2 separate regions of the Anser cygnoides genome follow, and region 2 is linked to region 1. Evidence: chromatin contacts called from public Hi-C data. All regions are on one chromosome and are shown on one strand. The core of a region is the stretch at or near the end of the contact, and the rest is flanking DNA. Distances in the headings are between cores, read along the strand shown.

Region 1 (6,940 bases), core at 685-3,184:
AGCAGTTATTCTTTTCCAGCACTAATTTCCCTGCGCACGCTCTGAACTAAAGACAAGACAACACCTGACAAGAGGTTAGCTCTGCACGCCACGGACTGCATTGTGCTGACAACTAAAGCTCACGCTATTTTTCTTAAGCCAATAATAAAAACCTAAGCAAGTTTCCCTCACTCTGCTTTTCTTAAAGAGGCACTAGATTTCCTAATTAAAAGCCTCAGAAATGTGCCTTACTGCTTCCAGACTTGAAGCAGTAAATGATCCTGTGTCTTATGCATAATGACTTCCTTATTTCAGTCAGTTTTGCAAGCCTATTTGAATGACACTTACTCAGATAAATTTCTGGGTGTGATCCTAATGAGCAGTCAAAACCTTGCAAGATTCAACCTCTAGCAAAGCAAGCTGGACGCAGTTGCCAGCTTTACTTCCAGTGCTTTTACCACCTGGGACAATCTAGATGGACGAAAATGCTGTGTGACCACTGCAGCTATCCTGTGGTACTCCACGTTACCTGCAGCAGTTTCACCTAACTCCTTGAAGGAGCTGTGCTTCAAGGCACAGATGAGCAGTACTTCAACACGTGCAGTCGCCATCTGGGATGACATAAGGGGAGAAACCTGCAGAGTAATCCCAATTACTCAAATTCAGTTGCAAGAACGCACCAAGCAGTATCAGTTCAGGGCCCCCACATTGAGGTTGTTCAGTGGCTCATGAGTTCCACTTGCAGAAATCCAGGAGCAGAGGAAGCTGCAGCCACTGGCGTGTGAGAGGAAAGGCTTCTGGAGCCCTCAGGTGAGTCCAGCAACTTTTCCTTAACCAGGCCGAGGAAGGGTCACCTTTTAACTAAGGCAGACCCACTTCACGTGGGTATCGTGAAGACCATTAAGACTAAGATTCAGCTGCACAAGAGCTTTGTTAGGTTTTGACACTGTCCCTGTAACAAGAACCATGTGTAACTGCAGAAGAATGAGTCTTTTTCCCTATCCAGTTTTTCAATCAACTGTGGCACTTAAATAAATACATTCATAAGAACACTCAGAAACATTAAGATGCCACCTCATAGAAGAGGCTGAAGGTCTGTTTGGGCCTGAAGTTGCGGACAATTCTAGGTGCGCTAGACTCAGGCCAGTCCCGGTCCCTGCAGAGCACCAAGGCCCCCTGCCTGCCCCCGTCAGCCCCCCCTTCTGAACTCGCCCCCTCGGTCGTTCTGTGGCGTGGATCCGCCGGGCAGGGCGCTGAAGAAGCCGAACAAGCCATTTAAGCACGCCACTCTTGCTCTCGTTCGACAGCGGGAGAGCTCCGTGTGGGAGGATTCCCACACCCTTCCCTCATCTGCTCCAGGCGGCTATCAGACAAGTAGGCCCGGGCTCGGCAGGCTGCTGCCGGGCTCAGCGCACACCTCCAGAGCGAGGAGGCAATGGGCGCGGGCCTCGGCGGCCACGAGAGGCAAAACCGGGAGCGCAGCTGCGAGGGGGGGAACCCCGAAACTGCGGCCGGGCAGGAGGGAGGGAGGGAGGGAGGGGACGGCGGGTGGCGGCCCCGTGCTGGGCCGGGGGGGAGCCCCGGGAAGGCCGCACGATGAGGCCGGGCCGGGCAGGGCCCCCTCAGTGCTGCCGCCCCCCGGCCCAGCACCGCGCCCGGCCGCACCCCCGGGCCGCATCGCCCCCCTCAGCCCGGTCCCTGCCGCTCACCGCGATGACGTTGACGAAGGTGGTCTTGCCCGAGTACTGCAGCCCCACCAGGGTCAGCTCCATCTCCTCCTTCCAGAAGAGCGAGCGGAACCAGTCCAGCAGCCGGGACAGCAGCGCCAGCATGGCTGCGGCCGGGCCCTCGCTGACGGGACGGGGACGGGGACGGCGGCGGGCAGCGCTCCGGCGGCTCTCGGGCACCCGCGCTGCCGGCTCGCCCCCGCGCCGCCCTCATGTGACGCCGCGGCCCGGCCGCCGCCGCCACCACCCCCCGGCCGCCCGCCGCAGCGCCCCCTGCCGGCCGCCGCCCGCACGGCGCCCCGGGAGGACCGGCAGGGAGAGGGGCGGCGCCGCCATCTTGGGCGGGAGCGCGGCGGGGGGGGGGGGCGGGCCGCGCCGCCATCTTGGGGCGCCCCCGGGTGGGCGCTGGGGAAGGCGGGCAGGGGATGGGGAGTGAGGGGCGGTGGTGCCGCGGTGTGAGCGGGACCCGCCGGTGTCAAACGAGTGAAACACAAAGGAAGGCGTGCTCGCGGGGAATCCAGACACAGGCTCAGCTTCACAACTGGCCGTTCTTGCACGCCTGCTCGCTGTCCAGTTTCTGCCCTGCATTTTGTGTAGAGCTTTTCAGGGAACTTGCCCTGGGCACTGCATCTCCACCAGTCACGGACCTGAAGCTGGTTATTTTCCTCCCCAGCCAAGATAACCCTGGTTCCGTACAGAAGAGCCAATAGCAGGTGGAGGGAGATCAGAAATCCCTAACTCTGTTAAAGAACAGCAGAAAAAGAACACGAACCAGTGCACACACCTAAGCAAAGGTGGCAGGAGCAGTGCAAAGTTACACACTGGACACCTTCACCTACATAGCAAACACCACTCCTCTAAACAACCTGTCTGTTTTAGAGCCAGCTCCACAGAGTTCAACTGTGGCACCTGCTGAGGGAGGCCAAGGCAGGAGGGATGTGAGCTGAGCATGTGGAGGCAGAGATGAAAAACGGACGTAGGAGGGTCCCTGAGGTGCCCAAGGGAGGAGAACCATGTCCCTTCACCTGAAGTGCACTCTTTTTTCCTCAGGATTTCTTACGATGAAGAAAAATTGTTATCACTCGAATTCCCTCCATTAAGAGTTATTAGTGGATTGTATAATCATAGAATATCCTGAGTTGGAAGGGACCCACAAGAGTCATCAGGTCCAGCTCCTGGCTCCACACAGGACCACCCAAAAATCAGGCCGTGTGTCTGAGAGCGCTCTCCAACCGCTTCTTGAACTCCAGCAGGCTTGGTGCCATGGCCACGTCCCTGGGGAGCCCGTTCCAGTGCCCAACCACCCTCTCAAATGAATATGTAACAGGATCTGTTTGTCGCAGGATCACAGAGTCCCAGACCAGATAAGGCTGGAGACACCTGCGGGTGCCTCCGGTGCTCTAGGCTGTGCCCACTGCCCCTGGTCCTGGCACCAGGCACTGCCGAGCGCAGCCAGGCTCCGTCTTCCCCACACCTTCCTTCAGGTGCTTACAGACATGGGGGAGCCTCCCCGGAGCCTCCTCTCGTGCAGGCTGAGCAGCCCCAACTCTCCCAGCCCCTCCTCGCAGCAGAGGTGCTGCAGCCCCTCCACCACCTTGGCGACCCTACCAGTATGCCCAGGTCTCTCTTGTACTGGGGGGCCCAGAACCAGACAGTGGCTCCCCTGCCTTGCCCTGTCAGCCCCCACACAGCTGGGGGGCCACCCCCTGCCCCAGCCCCACCACTGCTAGTACATCGCGCATCTGAGGACCTGGCAGCCCACAGTATTCTCTGTTTTTTGGCTAAAGCACAGAAGACTATCTTCCAAAGTCCCTTTCTGCCTGTGGTTTGCACAGGTATATGTTGAAGATTTTGCAGGAGCTGGAAGCTGTAGCACTCAGACTGAACGAGCCAGCTAAGGGCTGATCTGAGAGGCCGGTTGCTCCTGTGTGCCCGTCATTATTTCAAAGATAAAAGCTTCCTGAAGTGAGCATAGTAGCTCACTGGAAACAGATGTGGAACAGGCAATAGCACATTGTATACAGCAGTCATGTTTTCGATTAAATGATAAATGAATATTTTACTCCCGGGAGCCAATCCAATTTGCTAATTCACCAACTGGAACAAAATAGTGCGAGAGGTACCCAGCGCTTTTATAGCTGACAACAACAACACGATGCCCCCTCCCACTGTACTGCAAAGATATCAGAGAGACCTTCTGCATGGGCTGCAAATCCTTAGTAGAGGAAGTCTCTTCCCATTTGTGGCGTGTTTTCAGGCAACAGACTGTGATTTACTATCAGATACTTCCAGAGCCAGCAAATGGGGATGCTGCATCTGTTTTCTCGAGCCTAGGGAAGTTGCAGAGTATTTCAGGCATTTGCAGGTTCTGATGTGTCTGCGTTTGAACATTATGAATATTTCTCCCATTAAAATCCTGCTATAGTGTGCAGCATAACAAAAGCTATGTGTGTCTAAACGCAAAGGAATGATAAAATTCATTACACCGAGTTAATAGTACATTCTTGGCATTCACCTCAAATTATGGGGCTCTCCAAAATCCCTTTTGCTATGATCGGCAAGGCAGCACTGAGCACTAATCTGGGTACATAATTCTACTGACTGTTCCACACAGGGTTTCTCAGGTCTTTAGACTTTGACTCTGCTTCGCATTTCCACTGTCAGGCTGTCTGCATAAAGCACCCTGGGAATCTTTGCGCTCATTATTGCGGCAGTGCAGAGCACTTACAGCAATGCAATTACTGATGCCATGGCTTGCAGGATATTTCTGGCATTTGAGGAGGACCAGTCTGCAGATGGCCATATTAGAGGAAAAGAGCACATGAAAACAGAAGCCAGATTATCACTTTCTGTGTCTAGACATTTCCTGGAAATTCTCTGGAGGTTGCAAGGCACAAGAGGAGAGCCACTGGATTCACCCAGTGACACAACACATCATCCCAAATATATTTAGGATGGGTACACTTTGGTTGGCACTCATTTAAATTACACATTACCTAAATTGCCAAATTTCTGTCATAACATGAAATGGTAAATTGCTGTATCCTCAGGTGAAACATTGAAGTTCATAATGTTTGGATAATGCAAGAAAAAAAAATGCTGTGTAACTCCTACTAAGGACAAAGGCTTCAGATTTTTCCATGCATGTTCAGGAAAATATTGACATAATGAAAGGTAACACAGAGTATTACATCTCCGGTCAGCACTGCTCAGTGATGTACATGTGCCTGTGTGTATACAGATGTACTCCATTTCACCTGGTATCATTAGGGTCCCAAGGCATTACAGTGATCTCGTTGGGATCCTGCAGCCCATTGCTCCATCCCACTGTGGGACACCTGCTCATTCTCCTTCAGCATCACTGCTAGAAGGAAATTTTCTAAATAACACTACATTATTTTCCCAAGCCAACAGTTAAGAAAGGGAGGGAGGAAATCTACTCTTACAGACCGCTGTCAAACAGATGTAAAAAAGCAAACAGAATGAGGTTTGTGTAAAACCACTGGGCCTGCACACTCGGGCGTGACAGTCTGGCATCAGCGATGCCAGCCACATCAGGAGGATTCATGCTACATTTCCTACTGGCACCTCGTCCGCTTGGCAGCTCCACTGACCTTGCTGGGGGATCTGTATTAATTGGTTTCTCTCCGCACAGCGTTACGCAGGAGGAATGCTAAGTACCGCACGCAGAGAGAAAAGCCCATCCATCCACCTCCGCTGCAGAGATCCCACTGAGCCGGGCTGCACGGCGTGCTGTGCTGCCTTCGTGGAAGGTGCCTGCTATGAAACGAGACTGCTCTGCGGCACTGAAATTAGAAATTTCCCAGCTCCCCGGCGGCAGGGAAGGTGGCTGTGCATGTGCTTTCCCACCCCAAAACACGGCTTTTCTTTGTGTCCATAAAAAGCCAACTACTACACTCCTTCCAATTAAGCCGTGATATGAACTACACTTTGAAAGTTCTTAATCCATTTTATGGTTCATTAACTCAGAAAATTTTCTAGCCATGTCTAGCCGTATCAAAGAGGATGGAATGCCTGGCACCAATTAGTCCTAATAACGAGCTAAATTGTGCACAGATTTCTGAGTCTGTCATTAGCATGAGAAAATAGGACAGCTCCTCTCAAAATAGAATATCTTACTGGACATTTCTTTAATTTGTCTTCAGCTAAAGACTACTCCCACTGGCTGATGCAGACAAAGAAACTAATTGATTTGATTAGTTACAGAACCTCGCTGTGTGGCTCTTCCCCTGCTGCTGAACAAGCAACCTTGGCAAAATAACAGCATCAATATTGCTCTGAGATTTTACATTTCTGCTTGTTCATGTTTCATGCTTTAAGGAGGCAAGTATACACGCCTTGTTTGTGCCTTCTGCTCACTTGGGCACCGGTTTTCTTTCAAGAAGGATTTGCGAAATGTCTTAGAAGCTGGCGGTGCCTTCCAGATCAGGCATCCTCCCTTACCGAGGGGGGAAGGAACTGGTGCAGCTAAGCAGGAGTTTTGTGAACAAAGTGGCCCTGACTGGGACTCTTGCTTCGCAGCACCAGCAGGTGGGGCCTGCTTCCGCTTCTGGATTTTCAAGTCCAACTTAAAGTATTAGGAACAGAAAAGCAGGCGTGCGGTAGCGTATGCAATATATGTGTCACCCTCGTGTTACAGACGCTCAAAGGAAAGTGATAAGGCTGACAGACACCATCATCACCTCTGCCCAGAGCTGCATATCCCTTTGGCAGCAGCTGGAGCCTAATACGTTGGCAATCTCAGCTCAGGTGAATCAGACCTACATCAACAAACCGCCTGTTCATCCACATTAAATGCCATCCCAGCCTAATGCTGGACTTTTATTTTTTTATTTTTATTTTTCCCCCCTTTAATCAGTGGTACTCTGCGATCGCTGTTGCTGGCCAAAAGCAGACCACAACAAATCAGGTAGATTCCTCCCCTTCTCCCCCCCATACAGCAGCTGGGGCAGTTTCTAAGTACTCATACTAACAGCAGAAGACTCGTTTCTCTTTCTGCACCACTTCCTTTTTCTAAAGAAACAGCTGAAGAGATGGACATCAAAGTAGCTGTAACAAGATCTAAGGCTGGCACGCAGCCTGTGACACCTGGTGTGGCCGGGCGCACTGGGGGCAGTGACCCGTGGCTTCCCGCACTTGTACCCAGGGCTTGCTTGCTCTTTTCTGGGACTTTTGGGTACTGCCACAGTGGAAATACTAACAGAGTAAAGGAA
Region 2 (7,115 bases), core at 3,055-5,554, 86 kb after region 1:
TTCTAAAGCTTGAGACTACTGAAACCTTGCTGTTGCTGATTGGGAGGCAGAATTTACAGGCCACACTGGATACTCGATAAGAAGAAACACTTTCCAACCATGGTAGCACGTAGCTCAAGACCAAAAGAAGAAAGCCCAGCGCTACATTTAAATGCCCAGTTTTATACAAAGAGATTAATTCAGGCACAAAAGGAAACCCTTAGCCTTCATTTCCATTCCAAATTCCTTTAAGGATATCTGCACCATCACTTCTATTTATAAATGGTTCATTTTCAGATGACAACACAATCCCATTTAAAGTTCAGGACTCAGCGCTCTAGATCTGGACATGTGAGCTTGGGCAATCCCTAACACCTCTGCCTCAGTGTTGTAACAGAGGTTAATGACATGGATCCTTCTTGGCACAACGCTACATTAAAAGTCTGTGGAAATTGCAAGAGCTAGTTAGGAAGTTTTGTGTTATGAACTTTTCCAAACAAGTCTATTTTTAATATGCATATCTGCGTGCATACAATCACTCAGCTCTTACCCACTCTGATCAAACACCAACGTGAAGGTGTATATGCAAATCCTTATTTTAGTGTATGCAAGAGTTGTGTATGCAAATATTTGTCCATGCAAGTGACAGTACGCTGCAGCTGCAGCACGACAGCCTGTGAGCGCACAGAAAGCTGATTTGTATTTGTGGTTCTCCATGTATCAAGCTTCAGAGAAGGTTTTTTTTTTTTTTTTAACATATTATAAATGCCTACAAACAGCTGTTTGTAGCAGAGCTTTGCCAGGACTCGGAAGACAGCTGTGCCAAAGGGGCAGATACGAGTGAGGCTGCTGCAGGAGCTGGGGGCAAACGCAGAAAACTGCAGAAGAAATTCTCAAGACTGAGAGGATGGGTAGATAAGACATTTAAATGAACTAATCTGTAGGGAGTTGCACCAAGTTCACATTAGTCATTTGGGTGTGGATGTCAATGTCTGGCCAACACGATAAGTGGATCCCCCCACCTCCTACACACATGGTATTATTCAGACATCACCTGATCTTCCCTGGTGACTACAAAGCAATGCAGCAGCCGAACCATACGCCTTTGTTCCTGGGAAACGCAGGATGCGCTGGACTACCAGCTTTGCGGCACAATTAGCATACTTTCCAGATAAACACTTTTCAAAAGGCATCGATCTATCGTGAAGCCTCGCTATCTTAAGTGCACATCTGCAGTGATTTACCAGATGAACACAAGTCAGGTCATCGGAAGGGCTTTATAAACACTGGGAATTAAAGACCAGCTCTATTGCCACCAGAGGTTTTCCTCGCGTCCTCGGGTACTTTCTGCGATATTAAATAGGTATTACGAGACCACTCAAGAATGCAATTTGAGGGTGATCTGCTTCGTACCAAGCTTCTGCTTGCCATCTCCTGCAAACCATAAACTTATCAACCTTGGAAGCGCTGCTAAGAGCTGCAGGACAGCAGATGATTCACTGCAGCAGCGAGGGCGTGGATGCAAGCTTAGCTTTACATCAAACAGCACCAGCCACCCCATCTTCCCCCTCGCATTTCTCCAGCAATTCCCAGCTAAGGTTCCTAATCTCTCTCACAAGCTTTACGCGGCACAGCGGGCACGTGTTCACCTTACTGATGAAAGTGAGCATTATCCCTATTTACGGGGGAGCGGGCTGGCGATGAATTCCAGGTCTGCTAATCAGAAAGCCCGACTTGTAGCTACACGAGCAATGCAGCACGGCTTCCCACGCTACGGTACACAAACAAACAGCGCTCCACAGCCAAACAGAAACTTTAATGAAAACAATCCCAGAATTACAAGCACAAACACAGGCCCACATTGGTCTCACGGGACAGAAAAGCATTATGGAAGGTATAGTTACAAATCAGTACTGAAACACGGTGCGTTCGATTCTGTCAGATCACTGTGGTTTCTTTGGTATTTATTTTGTACATGCTTATGGTGTTCAAAATGCTCCTTAAATTTCGTTTCCCAATTTAACTGTTGACTTCGTTCTGCACACCGCATTTTAACTTAGTTAGCTTCTATCCATGAAAAAATATAAAATTCACTAGAGAATTGTAGTTAATCATTAACTTTCCTGGCTGCAACTTATTTTTATACTGGGTCAGATTCCTGCAGGCTGCAAGATGAATTCTGTGGGCACGATTCAGTTCTGCCATATCCAGTTCAGTGGACAGCCTCAGAACTGCCTCTCTGTACACATTATTTTTAGACTAGAGAACATCAAAATTCAAGATCACTCTTAAGGCTTCTGAATATTCACTATTTGGCATAAGTGAAATTGTCCAAGATTCTTTTGAGACCACAATGCTTAAAATATCTCTAAAGCACTGTACAAGCAGCACTGGATGCACTCACCAGCTGATGGTGAATCCCATTTTAGTGTCCTAAATTCTGTTTTATTTAATGTTCTGTGGTGTTGAAAAAATACAAGTACTAAATGGCAGAAGTAATTTTTCTATTTTTTTTTAAATCGCCAAAAGGCAGAAATCCAAGATGTTTCTAAGGATATTTGCTGGGAGTCGGAACAAAGGTGAAGCATATTTGAGGTGTATTCTGCAATCACAGTATGACTCGGAGCACATTATGCTTCCTACCCCCAGCTACTAAAAATGGGTATAGATTTCAGCTGAACAATGGTACTGCATAACAGTCCATGGAAAAAGACATGCCCCATCTATGTCAGTATCAAAGATGTTAGAGTGCCACCTTCAGTTTGAAAACATGGGGAAAAGTCCCTTTTAAGTGTAACCACGAACTAACTAGGTGTTCAAGGAGAATCTGGTGGCTGCAGACATTAAGCAGCCATAGGTTCCCATTCACACTGTACAAACACAAAATAAACCCTCACCCTCAACAGGTGAATCTGAATCTCTGGAACTGCTGACATTTAAGACTTTCCTTTTGCACGTCCTTCCAGATTTACGGGATAAAGACAGGTGGCTTGAGTAAAAGATGAACCGAACCATGCTGTAAGTTACTCCTAGACACACCTTCAGCAGAAAAACGGGCTTCCGACTTTTACAGAAGTATTTAAAAGAGGGTTGACAAAGAAACACATTCAGCAGGTTTTACATTCCGATTTTCTGGGGTGGAAAAGAGCACGCGAACATTTTAATATTAAACAACAACGGAAATAAATTGTTTGAGTTTCAGAGTCAATGGCCACACCAGCCCTAAGGAGTACGGCCCCTGGAAAATGCTGCTGGGAACTGCGGCGTGAGGCCCCAGCCCCAGCTCCTCCAGCCATGCCCGGGCTGAGCTGTGGCAGACCGCTCATGTGCAAAGCAAATTTACTTCCCATTCCACAGCTTGTACGGTTACACCGTGCTTTCAACAGCATTGCACCGAGACCCTGAGAACCCTCAGTTCTCAATTTAAAACTGGTTCCTGAAATGCAAAAAGCAACAGCTACAAGACACGCTCAAAACCTCTACCTGGGACACGCAGCTGTACAAAATTTCAGCTGCGTGAGACACTTGGTCTGTGCATATGCATGTTCCCATTCAACACATGGTAACTGCCCGCTGCCGATACTTCTACGAATGGGAATTCTAGGAAAAGTTTTCTATTTTTTGTGATTACTGTAATCACATTCAAAGACTGAATTTTTGGTTCTTACCTAAGTTAAGCTTTTAATCTGAAATAATCATTTGTTAATAAAATGCTAGCCAGTTTGAACATTTTTTTAAACTAGTTTGAACACAACACAAAATATTCTTTTACAAGCAGAAACATTTTAAAGAGTACAACGCTTCCCCCCTGAAGTAATGCCTACTGCAGTGGGATAAATAAAGGGAGCAATATAATCGAGGCAGCAGTGATGTACTTAGTTATCTCACTGTGCTAATCCTCTGTCAGGTGACTGCTCACAAGATTTCTTTAAGCCCTCATTACAGAGGCAGAAATCCAGAACTAGGACACACACTTTAGTGACCCCAAAGTAACATGTCTAACCTCTAAGAAATCTTGGTGAGATTTACATTCTGACCAGACCGAGATAAATCCCCCACTTAATGGAAGGTTGCACCTCCACAGCAAAAACTGTAGAGATAAATAGGACAAGTATTCTGCTTTTATTTGTCTGAAGGCAAATAAATAACAACTAAACATTATAAACCAGAAACAGCTTTTGCTAACCAGCCAGAAGACACACAAATTAGTAATTGGGGTTTAGGATCTAATTCCAGGAGCACTGAACCTGCCACTTGGCAGAGATGAGGCTTTTAATTCTCTCATTAAAAGGCATTACAACTGAGCAGATATTAATTTTAGTTTCTTACGATAGCTAAAATCATACGATCATATGACAACAAAACTTACAAGTCTTTGAAAGACGTTTATGCTGGGACAGGTTAAAAACTGTTTATTATACTTCAGGCACTTCCACCAACGTGAAAATATTCTTTTGAACAGCAGTACATGAGTTTTGAAAACAATAGCTTCTTTATCCGATCTGAAACCACGGCGACTACCTAGCTGTCCCTGCTCACTGCCACCTACTCTGGCACACACTCGTGCGTATTCCAGCTGCTGAGAAGCTGCAGCCACGAAGCTGCAAATTGCTGTGCTGCAGCACACGTAGCCTCCCACAAGCGACCCTGCCTGCACCATCCATTTGTAGCACGTTGCAACGTGGTGCCATCAATGTGTTATCTTTTATCGAGTTATCTCGCCAAGCACATTCATAAACACATATCTTTAGAAGACACTTTGAAAAGGAAAGGCATTGGATTAAGCCTATTATTGTAGGAAAAATATTGCTCCAAGTCTTTGCTTACAAAGAAAGTAAAATAGAGAATACTCAAAACTCACCTTGATCATTTCTGCCACATAACTTTCTGGTCCTGTATATTCTGTTGAATCTTTTACTTTCACTAATACAATAAAGCACAAATAATGCCACATGTTGTGCTCTTCTTTAATATGCTCTTCAAACGTGACTGTCTTGTTATCAAACTTATCTCTTTCCAAACCTACAAGAGTGACACATTTATAACTCTTAGTATTTACAAACTGGGACTAAGAAAATGAGCTCTAAGAAAAAAAAAATCTACAGTCTGCTGCAGATCTTAACAGTCACAAGCATTCCTAAATGAACATGGAATAATAGGCATAAACTCTAACAGACAGCCACCTAACAGAGGGAAGAGGGAGAGAGGGCATTACAAGTGCTGGTCACATTTGGTACACATAACAGAAAACTTTTGGTTAAAAAAAAGGTAGCTACCTTGTATGCAAACAGCTGAATTTCATAACACATCTCCTATTTTTAGGCAAAATGATACCAAATGCAACATTTGCTTTGCAGCAAACTTCCAAAGGTTACTTCTGTCAGCCTACGTGTTATGCAACTTCTGCACTACCATGTCAGTTAATTGCACTGGCCTCAAAGGCTCAGCAGCTTAATTCCAAATCTACTGTGAGAAACTTTCTCAGACACCACTCAACGCTGCACCCTTGAAAAATGACTGTTTATAAAATCTCTCCTATTCCAATACAAAATTATTTGAAGCACAGGAGAAGCAGAAACTAAGGATTTAAGGAAAAGGCAGTATAAAAATACATTCCCCATCTCATCTTCCTGCCAAGTTTCTATGCATGTAGAACCTAACCCTGTATTAAGTGTGTTTCTACACTTACCACAAATAAAGCAAGTTGTTTTTAAAATCTCTTCTTTCTTCTGTTTTTCACTCCTTAAATCAGCAAAAGTGTCAATGATCACACCAAAAATCAGGTTAAGGACAATAATGATGACCATGAAGAAGAATAACAGATCATATATCACTCTAGCAGCAAAGAGAGGTTCCTGCAAGATACATATTTTAATTATTAACAACCCAAATCCATGTCCATCTAAACCTTACAACACATTTCTTGCAGTTCAGCGACAAGTTCGCAGCCCCACAACTCCTCCCTTTAGAGTCTCCATTTCTGATGTTCTCCAATGATAACTTAGAACTCAAACATTAAGTGAAACTAAAATGCAAGATTACTGAAAAAAGCCGAATTAGTCAGCTAATGGTACGCAATCACTGGAGTTGTTCTTTCTGTTTACTACGTCCAAGTCTTTGCTCTTCTCTCTCACACAATGAATTTTTTCCTCTCCTCACCCGCTCCCTGCAAGCGAATCCAAAATATATCCTTATATTAATCTGCCTCTATATCAATATAGTACCAGTATTAATTATAAAATCTTTTATTGGAATATCATAGTATTTGTTTATCTTAAAAACCAAGTATGCTGTTTTGAATAAAACTGGATGGAAAGCTGGACTTAGCAGTGCCCATGTCATGTTTATTGCCTAACCCCCATTTTCAGAACCACCCTGGCCAGCTGGGTGCCAAACGTTTGCTGGGAATTATATAGCCTTTAAACCATTTTAAGCTGAAAATAAGGCTAAACATTGGATAACACCTTGAAATTACAGACCCTATACTTAACTCCTGTTATCTGCTGGGAACAAAGCAGGCAGACACAACGCTACTCAAAGAGGGCAAAATGAGGCTGAAGAGAACCCTCTTTCCTTTCCCCTGCTACATGGTGCAAAGCATCCACTCTGACCAAGACTGCCCCTTTGTCTCTAATATGCTTTTGGGGAATGACCAGAGAGAGGCAAGCCTGAGGCTCTGATAGGTGCAATGAGCTACTCAAACAGCTATGTGGGCAGCTTTGGGCACTATGAAAAATTCCTGCTGTTTTTGACCAGTCTTTGCTCTGCCCTTCCTTTCCCCACAGCCCCAGCTCCAAGCCATCTTGGTCCCTGTCCTCTCATCCCATTCCCTGTTTTATACATCTCACCTTTCTCAGTAATGTTCCCGAAAGCAACTAAAGCCACTCGCATAGTATCAGCCACCACACCACTTTCATTCTGCTACCTAACGTAATCCTTTGCTAGCTTGTCCCTTTCTTACTTTTTCAAATCCTGAACTCCCAAAGCACAAACTGTTGGCTACACCATTTCTGTTCATTTGGGCCTCGTTCTGGATTCCCTTAAGCTGAAAAAGGTCTCATGTACTAAGAAAAAAACCCATGGTTCAAAGCTCGTTTGAACTGGCTGCTGTTTGATTTGGTACCACTGAAATTTGA

The links. Hi-C and Micro-C count contacts between places; a contact is called where the count stands out from the background.
Region 2: a Hi-C map of liver shows a contact between it and region 1, with 2.0 times the contacts expected there. The contact joins the enhancer-like site here to the promoter of ARL8B in region 1. A contact is called at or near these places in 3 of 7 Hi-C or Micro-C datasets (granulosa cells and liver).

The regions. Positions count from the first base shown.
Region 1 is chr10:3,935,350-3,942,289 of Taihu_goose_T2T_genome, forward strand. It overlaps ARL8B (ADP ribosylation factor like GTPase 8B), which reads right to left and starts at 1,935. Exons shown (of 7, transcript XM_048070792.2): 1 at 1,689-1,935. The coding sequence starts at 1,811. LOC106036753 (a long non-coding RNA gene) reads right to left here. Exons shown (of 2, transcript XR_010834002.1): 2 at 6,802-6,940.
Region 2 is chr10:4,018,742-4,025,856 of Taihu_goose_T2T_genome, forward strand. ITPR1 (inositol 1,4,5-trisphosphate receptor type 1) reads right to left here. Exons shown (of 60, transcript XM_067003328.1): 57 at 5,669-5,834; 58 at 4,841-5,001. Among named protein-coding and RNA genes, the nearest start is that of BHLHE40, 60 kb to the left of the region's middle. Within about 2 kb of position 4,305, at least 1 of the 3 cell types and tissues checked has open chromatin away from gene starts, as enhancers often do. A contact at or near this core is called in liver, where this site is marked.